3 separate regions of the Mus musculus genome follow, and regions 2 and 3 are each linked to region 1. The links are chromatin contacts, called in public ChIA-PET and HiChIP or PLAC-seq maps. All regions are on one chromosome and are shown on one strand. The core of a region is the stretch at or near the end of the contact, and the rest is flanking DNA. Distances in the headings are between cores, read along the strand shown. Region 1 holds the start of Cbx6 (chromobox 6). Region 2 holds the start of Gcat (glycine C-acetyltransferase (2-amino-3-ketobutyrate-coenzyme A ligase)). Region 3 holds the start of Polr2f (polymerase (RNA) II (DNA directed) polypeptide F).

The links. ChIA-PET counts read pairs in DNA pulled down with a chosen protein or histone mark. HiChIP or PLAC-seq counts read pairs in DNA pulled down with a chosen protein or histone mark.
Region 2: a contact with region 1 is called in a FOXA1 HiChIP or PLAC-seq map of pancreatic cancer cells. The contact joins the promoter of Gcat here to the promoter of Cbx6 in region 1. A contact is called at or near these places in 2 of 115 datasets of contacts at active chromatin or transcription factors (bone marrow-derived macrophages and pancreatic cancer cells).
Region 3: an RNA polymerase II ChIA-PET map of memory CD8 T cells shows a contact between it and region 1, with 7 read pairs. The contact joins the promoter of Polr2f here to the promoter of Cbx6 in region 1. A contact is called at or near these places in 2 of 115 datasets of contacts at active chromatin or transcription factors (memory CD8 T cells and pancreatic cancer cells).

What each region holds. Positions count from the first base shown.
Region 1 is chr15:79,832,701-79,835,870 of GRCm38.p6, forward strand. It overlaps Cbx6 (chromobox 6), which reads right to left and starts at 1,633. Exons shown (of 5, transcript NM_028763.3): 1 at 1,443-1,633; 2 at 1,215-1,258; 3 at 1,002-1,067; 4 at 812-878. The coding sequence starts at 1,511. Npcd (neuronal pentraxin chromo domain) reads right to left here and starts at 1,633. Exons shown (of 9, transcript NM_001013362.2): 1 at 1,443-1,633; 2 at 1,215-1,258; 3 at 1,002-1,067; 4 at 812-878. The coding sequence starts at 1,511.
Region 2 is chr15:79,029,436-79,032,605 of GRCm38.p6, forward strand. Gcat (glycine C-acetyltransferase (2-amino-3-ketobutyrate-coenzyme A ligase)) reads left to right here and starts at 1,439. Exons shown (of 9, transcript NM_013847.4): 1 at 1,439-1,685. The coding sequence starts at 1,499. H1f0 (H1.0 linker histone) reads left to right here. Exons shown (of 1, transcript NM_008197.3): 1 at 1-1,069.
Region 3 is chr15:79,139,639-79,142,808 of GRCm38.p6, forward strand. Polr2f (polymerase (RNA) II (DNA directed) polypeptide F) reads left to right here and starts at 1,687. Exons shown (of 5, transcript NM_027231.2): 1 at 1,687-1,796. The coding sequence starts at 1,777. 1700088E04Rik (RIKEN cDNA 1700088E04 gene) reads right to left here and starts at 1,613. Exons shown (of 7, transcript NM_138581.2): 1 at 1,517-1,613; 2 at 1,243-1,354. The coding sequence starts at 1,345.

The DNA.
Region 1 (3,170 bases), core at 383-2,882:
TGCATTAAGTGGCCATCAGGGATCGTCTTGCTCTCCTCTTCCCAGGCTCTGTTCTTCCTCATCAAAAACAAAACAAAACAAAACAAAACAAAAACAAAAACACCCCTAACTCTCCAAGATGGCTTCCCATGAAGTTCTTCGCTCTCTTGCCAAACAGGCTATGTTCACCATGCCCCACCCCATCTTCATTGGAACCTCCAGAAATATCAGGATTAGGGGTAGACAGGCTCAGGACCCGAAAGCTGGTAGTCCAGTGTGAATGATCAAATTCAGGTTGAAGTAATTTAAGGTCAAATTCAAGCCGGGCCCCCAAGTGCTATGGGAGAAGGTACAGAATACACTCCAAAGGAGGTGGGCAGTTATAGGGCATGGGAGGCCAGTGTTTTGCCAGGAGGTAAGCCTATCTATACTCAACAGCTCCAAGACTCTAAATCACAAAACAGGCCAGTGTGTTCAAGGCTGGAGGAGATGAAGGGTCTCACTAGCGAAAAGAACTTCCCAGTCACCTCCTCCCCTGAGTATGCCCCACCTGCTTCACTCACCCGCTTCCTGGAGCACAGTCGATCCCCCACCCCCAGTTCCTGGTTTCATCCCTGATTACCCCACTCCCAGGCCCCTCTGGCTGGGCTGGCTACGGCCCGCTGCCAGGGACTTGTCAGGGACTCACAACCACCCCCTGCCCAGCTGGGGCCCCTCTGGAAAAGCCTGCCCGCCTAGGCAGCGGCGGATCTGTCCCTCCCTTGCAGGCCGGCCCTGTGCTGCGCCCTGGCTGGGGGCCCGAGCGGGGGCTGCTGGGGCTGGGCCAGGTTACCTTTAGGAGGAAAGTTTTGGGTTTAGGTCCCCTCTTCTTGGGCCCATACAGCTCACGTTCCCTTTCCCTGTAGTCAAGAAACGCCAAAGATGAAAAAGGGTCCCTTCCTGGGCCCCACTCCCCGACCCTGCCCGCCTTTCCCGCTTCCCTGCGCGGCGCCCCACCGCGCCTGCCAGCTTCTCCAACTCACTTCTGCTCGAAGGCTGCGATGAGCCTCGAATCCAGAATGTTCTCCTCTGGCTCCCAAGTGCTGTACCTGCCGAGTCACGCGTACAGAAGAGCAAAATGAAAACCCAAGGGGCAGGGGCACACCGCGAGGGCTCAAGCACGCACCCCCTATCCAAGGCCCAGGTGTCTTCTTGCCGCCTCCCCAGTCCCCATGCCAACGACCCACGACACTCACTTGATCGCCCACCCTTTCCATTTCACCAGGTACTCGATGCGTCCCTGAAAAACAGAAAGGAAAAAAAAAAAAATAGGGGGTGGGGGTGGGGAAGATGCAGGGACGCGAGGAGGCGGCGGCGCGGGGGTGGCTGAGGGAACCCGGCTAGCCGGACCACTGCACCCCGAGGGCCCCGCGGGCTCCGACACCACCGCGGGGAACACAGGGCTGTCCCGGCCGAGGGCTCACCTTGCGGATCCGGCGTTTAATGATGGATTCGGCCGCGAAGACCCGCTCGCCTACTGCAGACAGCTCCATCTTGCTCAGCGGCACCCACAGCCCATAATACTCCCTGCTCCCGCGGCCGGTGCTGCACCGCTCGCGCACGCGCCCCAGCGCTCAGGCCCCCGGCGGGCGGGCGCTCGGCGGGGCGCGCGCTCGCGTTCCAGCTGCGGGCCGTCACGTGATGCTCCGGGCCTGAGCGCCGTTGCCAGGGCCTCCCCCTCCCCCGGGGCGGTTGCTAGGGAAAATGAGCGCTCGCGGGGCGGGGGCGCGCGAAGGCTCTTAAAGGGGCCTGTCCTCTCCCCCGCAGTCCTGGCGGGAGACCGATGGATGCTTGGCTGCTGCCAAGCCGAGTGAGGTGCAGTGCAATCCTACATTGTCCCACTTCATCCTGCAGGCCCAGGATCCCTGCCACCTCCTACCCTCCTTGTAACTCCTCATGCCAGAATTGCCAGGCCCTCGACAGAGAGATGCGATAGGCCCAGGAGTCTCTAGGCGCTGTGCATCCTCCTGCAGACGTTTGCAAACAGTTAAATATGATACAGCAGAAATGCATTCACTGCAGCTTTGCCAGGCCTTGTGGGGATTTCTTTAACACATCACCCCATCCATTATTTATGTATTCGTGGGAGTGTGGTTTTGTAACCGGTTCAGATAAGTTAAAACAAAAACGCCACAGCAGGAAGGGGGCGGCGGGGGGGGGGGGGTGACTGCAGAGGTGACCCAGGCCTGCGACCATGGTCTCAACACCTACAAGTAGACCTTGGCGAGTGTGTTTATAAACCAAAGAGAGAGAGGTCTCAAAAGAGAACCGCAGGGCATCCCAGATTGAGTCCAAAGCAGTCTTTCTTTGGGTCACTCAGCAGAACCCGCCTTCATGGTCAAATCTGTATTGGGATTTTCAGGCCGCAGGCCACAGCATAATTCTACAAACCACAGCTGCAGGAATGACTCCGCCATTGCTCCTGGGAGGCGCAAGTGGGATCTGGAACTTTCCCTCTTGGATGTAGCCCACCTCGCTGGAAACACACATTGAAAAATTATTTAATCGGAGTTTCCATTAGGCCAGTGGTCTTGTTCTTTGCAAAAAGAAAAAAAAATTAACCACATATAAATAAGGAAACGAAAGGGAAGGAGCAATTCATAACCTGTATTAAGTCATTGGGGTCCTCTAGCCCAGTTCTTTCCCTAAACTCGGGCCTGCATGAATATGCATAGATACATCACCTACTTGGAGAACACAGGCACACATGTTCTATCTATTTAAATGTTTAAGCACTATAGGGTTGTACTATTCACACTGGAGATGCTATCCTCCCTTAATGATATTGATTGGACATTAACACTGATTTTGCTCTGTTCACCTGTTGTCTAGGGCTGGGCTGGAGGAGGGGTGGGGATTTGTAAGGGTCAGGATTATCTTTTGATTTCATGATTGGCTTATTAGAATGGGGTGGGGGCACAGGGTTGTACAAGTCTCCCCGCGATTGCACCATTTCTTGAAGGTGCAAATTCACTGATGAAAATCTCAGCTTTCCATCCCTGCACGCCTGCAGATATGTATAGAAAGTACATTGACTGAAATCCTTCTGCTCCCCCTCAAAGTCTTTATGCTACTGAGAAAATCCTCTTAGCTGGCAAGACAGCAAACCTGAGGTGAACATCACCTAAGTAGAGAGTTGTTCTGCCCCGGTG
Region 2 (3,170 bases), core at 189-2,688, 800 kb before region 1:
ATACAGACATTGTGGAATGACTCCTTTTTCCTTAACCTATTGTGCAAGGACAGCAAACAGACCTCATCTTTGTAATGATGGAGACGTACTTTTTTCTTGATTTGATATTAACCTTCTTACGGGGTTAGGGATGGGAGGGGGGAGGATGTGTGTTTCAGTCGGTGGTTTGTTTACTATGAAGGAACTGGCAAAGTTCTGGCTAGGTGAGGGGACCCAGGAACTAAGGTTTGTCTTCCAAGACTTTCTTAGACTGCTTGTCCCTCGTGAGCTTTTCAAAACCTTTGATGGGGAGCAGGTGACACCCCACCTAGCTGGCCAAGGAGGGAGGGAAAATTCCCTGGGGCTGCCCTACCAACGGTGGTAAGTTGGAGACCTGGTTGCTTTTTCTCTTCTGCCCTAGTGCCTCCCCATTGTCTAAAGGGGCAAAGGGGTCCAAGTGACAGCTGGTTAGAGAAGCCATAGCTTCTCACAACCAGGATCTAGCCATTGGGAAGGAGGGGTCTTTTTCAGTAGTCTCTGGTTAAATGCGAGTGGACTTAGGGGGAGGGGTGGGTAATCAGCCAAGTGCCTCAGTGTGCCTATGGAAACTTGGGTTTTTTCCACACGATTGATGGATTGCGTCCTAGCAGGACTTTGTACGTTTCCTTTCTTCCCTTTCCTGTGTAAGATGTGGCTTTGCTTGGTGCCGCTTCAGGTCTACCAGCTGCCACTTAAAACCCTCCAACCTCTTTTACTCTTTGAGTTTTTTTTCTAAGTAGCGGAGGAGGGGGAGAGGCAGGGAGTGGACTGTAAGACATACTCCAGTTGATTCGAATTTGCTAGGTAGCTTTAGAGAGGCAGGATTGTGTGCATGTGTGTATATGTATATATCCATATCTAAGACTAGGACTTAGTCTCACTTCGGGAGCTGGGAGAAAAAAATCTGTACAGTTGTCTTTCTCTTATTTTAATAAAATTAGAAACTCGCGCACCCTACCCCACCCCTTTTTAAACAAGTGTAACTAGTGCCCGGGAGAAATTACTGTGGTTGTAATTTTAAAACTTTAAAATAAAACTGGAAAGGAAAAAATCTGAGTGGTGCGTTTTTCTTTAACTGGAGGAGAGAGGAGCGATCTGACGGGCAATGTGGGGACGCCACGTTCGCGCCAGAGAATAGCAAAGCTTTGGAGTGACAGGGACGCTCCAACAGGAGGGTCAGCTGGGCACGTAGGTGGGTCTTCGGGAGAGGTAGGTGTGTAGGCAAGGTCTCGGGAGGAGAGGCGTTGAAGTCGCTTTCTCCGCCTACTCAGCTTCCCCATCGCGGACCTCCCGGGTGTCGACTTACAAATCAATCCTTTCTTGGCGGGCCGACGCTGTCAGGCTCCGCCCGCGGGTGGAGTCTCCCATCCTTTTAAAGTGAGCTCCTGTTGTTCTGATTTGCTGCCGGGGCCCTGCCCACGTCACGTGACGGGGAGCACTAGACTTCAGGCTGGCCAGCGCACTTTAGCCTGTGGGCGCGATGTGGGCCAGCTTCATGTGGCACGGGGCGCTGTCCCCTGGCCGCCGCGCACATTCAGCGCTGGCTCAGTTGCGCTGCATCCTGGACAGCGAACTGGAAGGGATCCGCGGAGCCGGCACCTGGAAGAGTGAGCGTGTGATCACGTCCCGCCAGGGACCGAGCATCCGCGTGGACGGCATCTCGGGAGGTAACTTCCCCTCCTGAGAGTCCTCGTACCTGGTCAGGAGGCCAAGAGCCCTTCCAAGGCTTGCATGTGAATGGAGGCCCTAGGGTGGGTGTGGGAGAGGCACGTGCACTCTTAGCTGCTGGTCTGTCTGGGGCACACTATGGCCTCCTTGTGTTAACTCCACCTGTTTAAACCTGTTTCAAAGGAGGGAGGTGATTTTAATCCGTCAGCACCTTTTGGGTGAGAGAGCTAGGCTGCACTGAGACCCCACCCTATGAGAAAAAGAGAGCGATATCCAGCTGCCTCAGCTCCCTACACCTAGTTTCCAGGAGGAGTGACTGGAACAAAACTTTCCTTGAGCAGATGTGTGTGAAGGGCTCCAGTTGCTGCACCTTTACTCATGATGGCATCTGTATGCAAGAGGGACCATTCCCCCCCCCCCCCTTGGTTTTTTGAGACAGGGTTTCTCTGTGTAGTCCTGGCTGTCCTGGAACCTGCTCTGTAGACCAGGCTAGCCTCAGCCTCCAAATTGATCTCAGCATCCAAATTGCTGAGATCAAAGACATACAGCACCAAGCCTGGTTTGAGAGACCAATTTTTAGGGAAAGGAAATATGCTGTTATCCCAGCATTCAGGTCTATACAGAGAAACCCTGTCTCAAAAAACATAAATAAATAAGAAAGGAAGAAGGTGAAATACAAGTAGATTTCCCCAGACCCTTCACTGGTCAGCTCCAGTGTCCCAGGATATTGGAGTGGAAGACCAGCTTCCTCCCAAGAGGCTAAAGTCTTTTTTTTTTTAAGATTTATTTATTATTATATGTAAATACACTGTAGCTGTCTTCAGACACTCCAGAAGAGGGAGTCAGATTTTGTTACAGATGGTTGTGAGCCACCATGTGGTTGCTGGGATTTGAACTCTGGACCTTCGGAAGAGCAGTCGGGTGCTCTTACCCACTGAGCCATCTCACCAGCCATGAGGCTAAAGTCTTAAGCAAGTAAGGGGACTAAGGCTGCAGAAGTTCTCATGCCTGTACCTGTCTTTCCCTAAAGAGAACCATAAAATGAACCTCTTGTCTTCTAACAATACCTTCAGCCGGACCAAACAGCTCTCCCGGAGTGATTTCAGAGAGATATATAATCAGTAGGTTGGGGATGTGGCTCAGTGGCAGAGCGCTTACCCAGCTCACATGAGGCTGTGGGTTCAATTCCCAGCACTCACACCACACACAAATGATGAGACATTGGGAGAATCAAGTTCGTAGGCTATGTGTTTACTTTTACTTTATGTGCATTGGTGTGTTTGTCTACATGTATGTCTTTGTGAGGGTGTCAGATATTGGAGTTAAAGACATTTGTGAGCTGTCGTGTACGTGCTGGGAATTAAACCCCGGTCCTCTGGAAGAGCACTCAGTGCTCTTAACCGATGAGCCATCTCTCCAGCCCCACCTTATTAGCTTTTTAAGCCATGGATAGCTGAGGTCTCTGGGACACCCCTCTGGAGATG
Region 3 (3,170 bases), core at 437-2,936, 690 kb before region 1:
AAGACATGAGCCACTATATGCAGCTTTTCTCCCTTTAAGATTGTATGTGGGCTGGAGAGATGACTCACATATCAAGAGCATATATGATGCTCTTCCAGAGGTCCTGAGTTCAATTCCCAACAACCACGTGGAAGCTCACAACCATCTGTAATGGGATCTGGTGCCCTCTTCTGGCCTGCAGGCATACATGCAGGCCGAACACTATCCATAATAAATAAACAAACAAATCTTAAAAAATAAAAGGTCGTGTGTGTGTGTGTGTGTGTGTGTGTGTGTGCGCGCGCGCGTGCGTGAGTGTGTAGCTATGCGTGTATGGCTGCCTGTGGAGGGCAGGGAAAGGCACTGACTCATAGGAAGCTAGAGTTACACATTGCTTTGACCCACCTGATATGGTTGTGGGGGATTGAACTTGGGTCCTTGAGAATAGCCAGTGCTCTTAATCTCTGAGCCATCTTTCCAGTCCTTATTTTATTTCAAGGATAGGTTCTTACTATATTATCTAGGCTAGCTTTTCTTGGGCTCAGGCAATCCTCCCATTACATATGCCTAAGACACACACACTTTTTTGGTGACTGGCTAACATGGGTGCTGGGGAATGAGCTTTCAAAGGGCAGTACATGTTCCTAACCACTGAGCCAGCTCTCCAACTGTAACACACACAGACTTTTTTGTGTATGGTGTGCTGGGGCTGAAACCCAGACTCCACATCTGCCTAGAATATACTCTGTCACTGAGCAACACCTTCAGCTCTATAATTTTCTCCTGTTCATTTTTCTTGTTACCCTCCTGTGTTATCAGTTTTCTGAGAGCAAGAGTTGTCCTTTGCAATCCTCTCAACACTCTATTCCTAGTACCTAGGACAATATCCAAATCACACATTAGGTTTTTGTCGTTGAATAATTAAGTGCATACATGCTCATTCATGTAGCAGAGGCTGGAGCTACAGTTGTGAGCAGAAACAGGCACGTTTCTTTGCCTGGTGGTGTTCACCATTTAGAAGGTGACACTAAACACCTCTAAGACTGTATAATGTCTAAGCCTGGTGAAGGGAATTGAATTTGGTACTGTGAAGGTCCCACTGCAGTGAGGAGATAGGCTTCATTGAAAGTGCATGTAAAAGATGAACTAACCATTCCAAAATTCTCCATCTCTGGTCTTTGATTCTTCCCCGAACCTTTCAGAATCCCAAGCTCTTAAGGAAAAACCGCACCGCTCGGGTCGTTGATCCCCTAATGCACTGACCTCTGAGCAGCTCACAAGTCCCCGGCGTGTAACCTGCTTGCTTACGGCAGCGGCGGAACCCGGTTCCTTTGGTCACCGAGTCCACCCTTTCCTGGGAAGCCATGGGAGGGCCCTAGGAGGGAGAGAAGCAATGACTCGCCCTAGTTACGCTTCGCAATCCGGACCTCTCATCACGAGCAACCTGGGAGTCTGAGAAGCTGGTGCCCGACCCCTCGGCTCCGGACAGCGCAGTGACCACAGTCCCTATCGTGACGGTCCGGGGAGGAGCGCTCACCTTAGGCGATGACCTGGGCGTGACAGAGCCCTCCGCACGGAGAAACTCCAAGGAGCTAGAGTGTCAGCGTCCTCACTAATCGCTCCTTGTTACCATGGTAACTAGCGACACGCCTCCACGCACGCGCATTAGCGTCTGGTCGGCCGCTGCTTCCCGGAAGTAACTGCGCCTGGGTCACGGCGCAAGCGCAAACTACGCGTGGTGCGGCGAGGGGCAAAGGCGCGCGTTCTCTGCTCTGCGCCCCGGGCGGAGAAGGCATCATGTCAGACAACGAGGACAAGTGAGCACGGGCCACGGAAGGAGGGAGGTCGTGGTGCGAGCAGGGCTCTTGGAGCACAGGCTAGCCCAGCTGCTGGGTTGGTGGGGCGAAGTCTTCAGAACTTCCTACCTCGCGGAGCAATGGGGACAGTGGTCAGAGAGTTCAGTCCGTGTGGCCCCTGTCCTCTGAGCGCTCTCTTTCTGGAAGGGAATGCCAGAGGTGTGTAGCTTGTGTAGTCGTGGAAGTAGGAAGGAAAAAGCAACCCAGAGAATGGCCTGGAAGGCTGGGAGCAGACGCGGGCTTGGGCTAGGTGTGATAGTAGCAGAGGTGGCAGAAGTGGGGATAGACTCTAGAGAGCATGAAGTTTAGTGTTGTTTGAGGCAAGGCCTCACTCTGAAACCCAGGCTGCCCGGGAATTCACTATATAGCTAAGGCTGGCTTTGAATTCGACACAGTCCTCTGCTTCAGCTTCCCAAGTGTTGATATATCTGGCATGAACCACCAGACCCAGCTGGATTATGGACATTTTTTTTTTTTTTTTCCGAGACAGGGTTTCTCTGTATAGCCCAGGCTGTCCTGGAACTCACTTTTGTAGATCAGGCTGAACTCAGGAATTCACCCACCTCTGCCTCCCCAAGTGCTGGGATTAAAGGCGTGCGCCACCACCACCCGGCTGGACATATTTTTATTTTATTTATTTGGAGACCAAATATAACCTTATATCAGGTGGTTCGAACATAGAGATTCATCTACCTCTGCTTTCCAGGTGATTTTTGTTCTTTTTTTTTTTTTTTTTTCCTGAGACAGAGTCTTTCAACATAGTCCTAGCTGTGTCTGGAAGTCACTGTGTAGATTTGGCTGTCCTCAAACTTACAGAGATCTGCCTGCTTTCACCTCCTGAGCACTGGATTACAGGCGTGCGCCACCATGCCTGGATCCTGATATATTTTAAAGATAGAACCTAAAGGATTTCTTGATACGCTGTATATGTTAATCAAGAGAGAAGATGAACTATGGTAGTCCTGATAGATCAGTCAGAATTCAGAGTCTGGGCGTGGTGGTTCACACCTGTAATCCTAGCACTTGGGAGGCTACTGCAGGGGAATTGTCCTGAACTAGATGTCAACATAGTGAGTCTCAGGCCAGCCTGAGTTACATACTGTGCAGTAAGATTGACTTCAAAACAAGCATACAAAATACAGTCAAAAATGCAATGAAAGCAGAGATGACGGCGTTGACCAGGGCAGTGATTGCCACCAGAGAAGAGATGGTGAGTGAGTGACTTGGGGGGAAGAGAACCCAGAAAAGCATCCCCTCCCCCAGAGTGGGAGGCAGGAGGGAGGAGCCAGGTATGCTGGCTGTCCAGGGGAAGGGTTCAGCATTGTAAAGATCCTT